Regions from separate parts of the Mus musculus genome. Here region 2 is linked to region 1. Evidence: chromatin contacts called from public promoter capture Hi-C data. All regions are on one chromosome and are shown on one strand. The core of a region is the stretch at or near the end of the contact, and the rest is flanking DNA. Distances in the headings are between cores, read along the strand shown.

Region 1 (4,055 bases), core at 620-3,119:
CAGTGGTTAAGAGCACTGACTGTTCTTCTAGAGGTCCTGAGTTCAATTCCCAGCAACCACATGGTGGCTCACAACCATCTGTCCGATGCACTCTTCTGCTGTGTGTCTGAAGTCAGCTACCGTGTACTCACATTAAATAAATATTAAAAAATAAATAAAAGTGTGTAGCTTTTACAGCAGAGAAAGCTCTATTTCCTGTATCCAAGACTGGATAATTTATGGTTGGTTTTCCTTACAGTATTTAGAACCTTTTCAGTTAAATTTCAGCAATTTTACCTGATCACTCTGGAGCATTTTTGCATAAACTATATAAAGATGTAACATTAGATTGTGCGTGCATATATAATCTATGTACAACTTACAGCTCCTGTGAGTGAGCAGGTTATATACATGCATAGATGTAACTTTATTTAATATGTGTATGATGTGAATGTGGAGGCCAGAAGAAAACTCTGGAGTTTTCTCCTTCCAAAGCATGGACTCACTCAGCCATCTCACTGGCCCTAGATACTTTGGAATTCGGTACTGTGTAACTGTTGAAATTCCTCCTTTAGAATGTGTGTGCTACTATGATTGTGTAAATCATTAAAAAATGTATTTTGTAGGAAATTTTCTAAAGATGCTTAGTGTAATTTCTTGGTACGTTCTATCTGATAAAATACTTAATAGCCACAAGACTATGTATATAAGTGGTCAAGAGTGGATAGAAGTTGGCTTTGTTATAAAAGTGCTGGCTAAGTACTGATTAGTCATGAGTATGAAACATTTTTTTCTTGTAAACTTTTTTTCTCCCTTAACATAGCTTCAAAAAATCCTTAAAGGGGCTAGAGAGATGGCTCAGCAGTTAAGAGCACTGGCTATTCTTCCAGAGGTGCTGAGTTCAATTCCCAGCGACCACACGGTGGCTCACGACCATCTGTAATGCTATCTAATGCTCTTTTCTGGTACGAAGGTGTACATGCAGGTAGAGCACTCATATGCATAAATGAAAAAAAAAAGCATTCTTACAATGAGAGGTGCAGGAAAGGCTTGCATCGGCTACCTCTTATCACTGTACCCAATTCTCAGAGACTGCAGCATAGCTTGTCACTGTCCCAGGTTTCGATGTTTCCTCAGTGAAGGGAGCAGTTGCTGTACCAGACTGCCTTTCCTTCAAAAGCCAGCCACAAGTGTGGTGGGTGGGTTCGAGCATTAGTAACGAGCTGGTTGGGAATCTTGATGGGGGTTGTGGAGGAGGGAGAGAACGACAAGACTGCAGTTTAATGACGGCACAAATCAGGGCCACCCATAGACTTTTTTTTTTTTTTTTTTTGCCCTTCTGCATTCCTTACAGGTTAAATTTTTTTGAACGAATTAACCCATTTTTCTTCTCCGCACCAGGGCTACATCATAAAATTATTTTGCAGTCAATCATTGTGTCTAATCTCAGTCACAACGCAATTTACAAAGCAAATACTGCCAGATCAGGCGGCTCAGGTCTTCCTTTAAAACCACAGCTCAGAGGATGAGGCAAAAGGATTGCAGGTTCGAGGCCAGGGCAGACTACACAGCAAGTTCCAGACCCTACTATGCTACAAGGGGAGAGCCCGTCTCAAAAACCTAAAAAGCAAACGCATGCACTTCAAGTCACAGGCTTCCTGAAGGACACAGTGAGATGAGATGCTGTTCTCAGCCGGCTCCCACCTTCGTCTTTCATTAGCAAGGACAGTGGATTAGAGGCTTCTGACTCAGCACGCCACAAACACGTGCTGCCCCTGACCCCCTGGTCACGGGATGACGCACAAATCCTTCTGCAGTGCACGCCCCGCCCCCAGCTTGGCGTCTCAGCCGCGCAGACTGGGTCCATCTGCGCGTGCGCACCAGGCGTTCCCGCGCAGGCACCGCCGCGGACAGCCCGCCGCGGACCTTCCCCCGGGGTCCTCGCGCGCCGGAAGTCCTCGCGCTCGGCCTTTTCCGTCTGGACTGGAGGCAGGCGGCTGCGAGCGGCCGGCGTGCTCCGATCGGTCGGAGCTAACCGCTGCCAGGCGGGCTGCCGCGGCCCGGCGTACGCCCCAGTCGAGCGAAGATGGTGGGCCGGAACAGCGCCATCGCCGCGGGCGTGTGCGGTGCCCTCTTCATCGGGTACTGCATCTACTTCGACCGCAAAAGGCGGAGTGACCCCAACTTCAAGAACAGGCTTCGAGAACGTGAGTGGGCCCCGCGCGCCCCCGAGTGCTCCCCGGCGTCGCGCTCTTGCGGCCAGGGTCCCGCCTGTGCCCGCGGGCCTCCATCTTGGAGGCGACCTGGCTCCATCTTGCTGGCGGTGGAATGCATGCTGATTCGGGGGAGGGGTAGCACTTTTTTGCCTTTCCCCAGCTCTGTAATTCTGGGGGATGGGGGGTGGGAGACAGGTCTTTAGCTCAGGTTAAGGTGGTTATCCTCCAGTTTCAAGGTCTCACCACGCCCAGCTCCATTCCCCCCCACTCAACTTGTGTTGAAGACAGGGTCCTCCTGTGTAGCTCAGGCTGTAACCCGCGCTAGCCTCGACCTCGTGGCAGCCAGCACCACCACCACCTCCCCAGCCCCCCGCTTCAACCTAGTGCTGTGATAACAGGCACGAGCCTTTCTCTATAACAGTCACCGTTGAAAACAATCATTCTTTATGTGTGTTTACGACAGGGGACTGCTGCAGTTGGTAGGTCGGCTTCGAACTCTTGGTGCCTCTCATTGCTAGCTTTTCAGACGGGTGCCTACCCCGAAGGCGGTGGTGCTCTATTCAGCAAACCCGTCGACGGTGCTGCCCCAGCACTAGCACAGTGGGGTGTCGTCCTTGCATTCTTAAACCCTCTTGGCAGCTTTGCTCTGGTGCTTCCAAGATATGAGTGAATGCTAGACAAAGTGCGGGGGAGTCCAAAGGGCTGCGCTCCTCACGTGGCTCAGTCTTATTTCATACCTGCGACATCTTCAAAGAGTTTTACCGGAGGGAAATCTTGGCACGCCTTGGGAAGTCATGGACATGTGATCCACCCATGAATTTACAGAGACTCTTTATTTTTCAATATATAGTCTGAAAGCACATTTGTTGGAATAATCTGGCCTTTTTTGTTTCGCTTTCTTGGGGGCTGCAGTCAGTCAGTTACTCCATTCTCTCGAATTTCTAAATGAGTTTTTTAATTTTTCGTAGTTATATATGGTCGGAGACTAATGAATTAGACGTACATCCTTTAATACTCATTATAGGACTTCCAGGACTTTTTGAGCCCGTAGGCCCCAAGTAGCCTCATCGTTTTCTTCACGTGGGGAGATAAGGAGAGTGTGTTTTTGTCCGATGGCTAGGTAGAGTAATGCGAAGAATGCATCTTGGATTTATAGACTGCGTTTTGGGGACCAGATTGCGTACTGACCAGCAGCATTCACTAAAAATCTCCTTAACTGTAAAGTACGGTGGTACAAGCTGCCTCTTGTTGGTTAGGTGGGATAAGTACTTGACCTACGGAAGGCTCCATAAATGCGGACTGTTAAGTGTGACTTTTGGGTCCACAAGTCTACTCAGTGTCTTGGGGCTGTGGGTCTACACATTGGGAGACAGCTAAGCAGGCTGATTGATTCCTTTGGAAAGCCTTGGTGGAAATCTTGAGAAAGTGGTTTTGGTTGAAGAAATAAGTTGTTTCAGGAAAATTATGGTTGTTTAAAACTTTTGAAGCCGGGCGTGTTGGTGCACGCCTTTAATCTCAGCACTCGGGAGGCAGAGGCAGGCAGATTTCTGAGTTTGAGGCCAGCCTGGGCTACAAATTGAGTTCCAGGACAGACAGGGCTACCCTGTCTCCAAAACAAAAACTTTTGAGGCAAGCTCACTCTGCAGACCTGTCTAGCCTGGAACTCAGAGATAAACCTGCTTCAGCCTCCCAAATGGTAGGATTAAAGGCGCGGCAATAACGCCCTGCAAGGGTGTTCTTTTCAAAATCATCTTTGCAGTATTAACTTTTTTGCCCTTCCCGTGATTGAATCCATGGCCTTCTGCAGCCTAGGCCTTCCGCCTCTGCTCCTCCCTGTGGCTTTCTGTGCTAGACTGCTTG
Region 2 (4,635 bases), core at 1,362-3,861, 1.4 Mb before region 1:
AGTGACCCCCTCAGCCCCACCCCCCAGCTCATTAAGTCACTCCAGCTCTGTGTAGCCACCATGGCATCTGTTAGGAGAGAGAAATAAAACAGTCGACAGATAGTCACTTCAGAAGACAGTGAGGTGGGGTTGGTACCATACCAGAGCACTTTAATCTGTGACTTCTGAGAAAGTGACAGTGTAATAAGATAATGTGGACTGCTGGACTCCCACACTCTGTTCAGTCTCTCTAACACTTGATTAGGAGAGAGCGATTCCTAATGACTGTGGACCATTAGTCCTAAATAAGGTTAATGAATTAATTTAGTAGACACTTACTGGGAGGAGGTGGATATGGTTTTAAGAGGACTAGAGAGTTACTGAGTCATGTGCCAGCCCTGGCCACCTCAAGCATAGCAATAAGGTTTCAGTTGAGTGGAGTCCAGATTCTCAGCATCCCCCACATTTCTGCTAAGAAAATTAAAAAGTGTGTGTGTGTGTGTGTGTGTGTGTGTGTGTGTTGTTCAGTACCACACAAGTCTTAATGCTCTTCACATTGGTTATTATGACCATCTTTTGGGTACCCCAACATGGCTCTAACCCAGTGTTGTTCTCTATCTGTGGGTTTCAACCCCTTTGGCAAGCCTCTTTCTCCAAAAATATTTACATTACGATTTATAACAGTAGCAAAACTACAGCTATGAAGTAGCAACAAAAATAATTTTATGGTTGGGGGTCACCACAGCATGAACTGTACTAAAAGGGTTGCAGCATTAGGAAAGTTGAGGGCCTCCACTCCATCCTTACGCATTATGAAGGATAACCGTTTGAGTTCTAAACATTTGAGTTCTTTCTGTTAGAGGAAAAAGATATTTCATTCCCTGCCAGAGTATAGAAGCACTCCACCAACTCAGGTTCATTAACAAATTGAACTCCACATTCATGATTTTTTGAGTGTTTGGCTTCCCTTCCAGAGTATATAGGAAGATGCCGCCAACTCGAATTCATTAATAAATTGAATTCCAGCCGTGTTCACAAAAATTTTGCATATCTTTTGAGAACACTGCTTGGTACCTGTTGGGGGAGATCTATAGTTGAAATCACAAAACCTGGGGAAAGCACATTAAGGAGATTAACTTCTATCATAAAGGAGTGATTTAAATTCTTCCTGGTAGAGCCCTCCGCTCAGCTCTTATTAAAACAATATACTACAATAAGTGGTAGATGCACTTTTCTCCTAATTACTTTGATTGAAATCTGAGCCAGACAAAGTAAACATTTAGCTATTAGTTAATAATAATGATGAAGATCTACTGTTCCGATCAGCCCTTGCCTAGCCTTCAGCACCTTTCCAGGGGACGTGGAACACATTTGTACCAGATCCCATTTTAAACACACTCTTTATGTTCCAAGGCACTGTTTATACCCAGGACTGCCTTTCATTTACTTAACAGTGAGTGGTTTTAAAAGCCAACTGGAAGCTGCAACAGGGTTACGAATTCTCAGACACGCTGGTACCTCACACTGAATAGATCCAAAGCCTTTATTGACAGTGCGACTTTCATTCATACTTCAGACTGATCACAGACGGTTTACAAAGGCAGCGGAGAGTTCCAGCGCCAAGACTGACCGCTATCTCTCTGTGTCGCCCACCAGAGGAAACCGAGCAGGGGTGTTTTGAGGAGAACCAGGAAGTCCTCCCGGTGAAGTGTTCATTAACTCTCAGCAGCCATCAGATTTTTGAAAGGGAGTCTCATTTAATTGCCTCTGGGAGGAAACATTATTAAGATAATTGGTGTGCTGATCTGGGAAGGTAGGCAGCTCTGTCTCGAAACAGAGGCAGGAGAAGCCAGCAACCAACTGGAGCAGGGGGCCGAGGGTTTGTGGTCCTCCTGCCCCAGACGCCCTGACTTCTCCGTTCCTTGCGCAGGCAAGTTTCCTGCGCCCGGCAGCCGTGCGCGCGTCCCGTGGCTGGGGCTGGAAGTCCCGTGGCTGGGGCTGGAACCCCTTCGCCCGAGGGGACTCGGCAGCCCCGGGCACTCTGGTTGCTCCCGTCTCCGGCTGTCACTTACCGCTGCGGAAAGCGCCCGCCAGGGCGAGGGCAAGGGCGAGCGTGGCGCACAGCAACGGCAGCCCCCTCTCCATCCTCCTTCGCCAAGCCAGTCCCCAGGCAGCCGCAGGAGAACACGATTGCGCGGACGAAAAACCAGCAAACGATAATCTTAACAATCCGAAACGCTCTTAAGTCCGCCTAAGAACCAGAAAATCCTCAGCGGGTCTTGGCGGGGAAGGCTAGCGGCGAGGCAATGCCTGAATTCGCGAGAAGCGCTTTTCTTTTTGTGTCTCAAGTCGCCTGCATCCTGTCATTTAGCTCCGATTTCCTCTCCCTTTTCCCACACTTGTTCCTCTTCCAGGAGCCACTGCCCGGGCCATGTCTCAGGAAGAAGAAGAAGGAGGAAAAAAAAGAGGGGAGGAGTTGCGAGGAGGAGGGGAGAGGGCGGGCGACACACCAAAGCCAATTTCTAGAGGGAAAGAAAAAAAAAATCCCGCTTGATTCTGGACGGGTTGGAGCCGAGGAGCTGGCGCCCAGAGGAGGTCCGGGTTGTCTGCGGGAAGGAGAGAGAGCAATGAAAAGATGAGCGGGAGAGCAAGGACTTTCTCCACTGGCACCCGCCTCTCTCTCCGACCTCCCCCTCCCTCCCAGAGCCCTTCCCTCCCTTCCTCCCGCCCCCTCCCCGCACAGCTCTGCCAGTGATTGCCTGGCTGGAGATTCAGAGACACAAGTTTCTCTCCGCGTGCTTTCCCGGTTGGTCCTCTGGGCTCCCCCCTCCACCCCACCTCCGGGTACCCTGCTGTGCTCTCCGCGGGAAGAAGGTCACTAGGGAGCAGGTTGTCTGCGCCCAGAGCGCAAGGTCACGTATGTGTGTCAGAAGGGGCAGTACAAGTGGTACCAGCCCCAGTGGCAGGCTAGTCTACCTTGACGAGATCTCTGCACCCCAGAACTGAACTAGGCTGCTCGTGTAGGCGAGGATCCTGGAGTCAAGGAGTTCCGAGAGACCGGGGTTAGCTGCTACTTCACGGAACTCCTAATCCCTAGGTACCGGCGCCCCCGGAGGCGTGGATCGCGCTGTCAGTCCCCGCTTTCACTTCCTGGGTGTCAGCCTGAGGTTTGGGGCAGGAAGCAGTCGGGCGCTCCAGGACGCTCCGAGTAGGACTTAGACTAAAAGAAGAACGCCTTGGTTGTTCTGCGAGACACGCTGTTGATCTTAGAGAACTGTGACCCAGTCTGCCACGTAAAGCATAGGCAGACTTTCTTAGAGCACGGACCCTGGCTGCAGCGGAACAAGGTCTCCTCGCCGTGCATAAAGGCGAGGATGGGTACCTGATACCCCCATCCCCACCCCTGACGCTTCAGGCTGCATTGTTCCCCGAGATTTGGTCCCCTCTTCTTTGGGGTTACATGAGCTCGGAGGATGGATGGTGGCGCGCCTTTCAGCTAGGGGGCAGCCGCCAACAGTCGCAGACCAGCCACGTAGAACTCCAAGAATCTGAATCAGGGGTCGAGGGACCCATTTCTGTGCACACCGAGGGAAGGATAAGACTGGCAACGACCCCTTGTGAGGGTGACAGGATGATCTTTGCAAGGGTCTCCTAGTGCCAGGTTTAGATTACAGGCAATTGTGTCTACTGATCCTCCAGCCTCATACGCCACCCACTTACGAGGTGCGTCCCTGGTGTCTGCCCAGTGCCTCCCCTCCCCCATGTAGTCCGGTTCCATCCTCGAGGGCTTTCCGAGAACTGCAGCAGGTGGCTTTGGTTTATGAATAGCAAGGACACCCAGGGACATAAACTGGTTGAGGCTTCTGATCAAGTACATATACCGGGCTCAATGACCTCCGAAGGAGCTGGTGGGTAAGGTGAAAAGGTCATACGCCTTCTGGGAAGTGGCATTTATAGACATACTGCCACCACAGAGACTGACTCCTACCTGGTACAAGGGGTTGCAAAGATTTGGGAATGCTGGCAAGGAGACTCTGGTCAAAGGTTTTGGCTGAAAAACTAGGGTCATTCAGGGAGAAAGATCGCTCAGGACACTGGTGCCCTAGGCCAGGACTCTGCGTTGGATGTCTGGGCTGGGCGCTGAATTGAGGCTTGTCCGTTGTGCGGATCTCCCTCCTGGGCTCCCGCGCAGGACCCACTGGCTCCAGAGTCCAGCCTTCTTTCCGGCCCTGGTTACCAGCCCCGCCTCCAACGCAGCCTCTCCCTCCCTGCCCCACCGCAGCGCCAACCCTGCGTGCAGAGAGCCAGCCCCGGAGCGCCCCCGGTTAGTCGCCCCTAGCTTCCTCTTTGGTTCTCCGACCCTTTGGAACTCCGGGTGGGTTGGTTGGGCGTGCCAGAAGGCCGGGAGTCAAACGCCTGAGTCGAGCGGAAGGGGCAGTCGTGAGGCCGTTGGCCCTCTGCAGGCAAGGTCTAGGCGATAGCCGCGCCCAGGGTAAAGCTAGGGGAACGAGAGTGGCGGCGGCGGGGGGGGGGGGGGGGGGGGGGCGGCAGCCCTGGCGATGTGCCACACGGAGCGCGTGTCCCCGCCTCCCTGCGCCAGGCATCGGGCGCATCCTTGCCAATTCCAACTATGTTGGGCAAGCCTTAGATTCAGGG

The links. Promoter capture Hi-C pulls out the DNA fragments that hold promoters and counts their contacts.
Region 2: a promoter capture Hi-C map of embryonic stem cells shows a contact between it and region 1, with 3 times the contacts expected there. The contact joins the promoter of Nrp1 here to the promoter of Tomm20 in region 1. A contact is called at or near these places in 2 of 39 promoter capture datasets (embryonic stem cells and hippocampal neurons) and 1 of 115 datasets of contacts at active chromatin or transcription factors (astrocytes).

What each region holds. Positions count from the first base shown.
Region 1 is chr8:126,943,735-126,947,789 of GRCm38.p6, reverse strand. Tomm20 (translocase of outer mitochondrial membrane 20) reads left to right here and starts at 1,869. Exons shown (of 5, transcript NM_024214.2): 1 at 1,869-2,186. The coding sequence starts at 2,066. LOC115486982 (a long non-coding RNA gene) reads left to right here and starts at 2,193. Exons shown (of 2, transcript XR_003947623.1): 1 at 2,193-4,055. LOC115487043 (a small nucleolar RNA gene) reads left to right here and starts at 2,810; the gene lies at 2,810-2,943. It overlaps Rbm34 (RNA binding motif protein 34), which reads left to right. Exons shown (of 11, transcript NM_172762.3): 11 at 1-618.
Region 2 is chr8:128,357,049-128,361,683 of GRCm38.p6, reverse strand. It overlaps Nrp1 (neuropilin 1), which reads right to left and starts at 2,611. Exons shown (of 17, transcript NM_008737.2): 1 at 2,052-2,611. The coding sequence starts at 2,124. A930035F09Rik (a long non-coding RNA gene) reads left to right here and starts at 3,447. Exons shown (of 3, transcript XR_879381.3): 1 at 3,447-4,303. Mir1903 (microRNA 1903) reads right to left here and starts at 2,443; the gene lies at 2,364-2,443.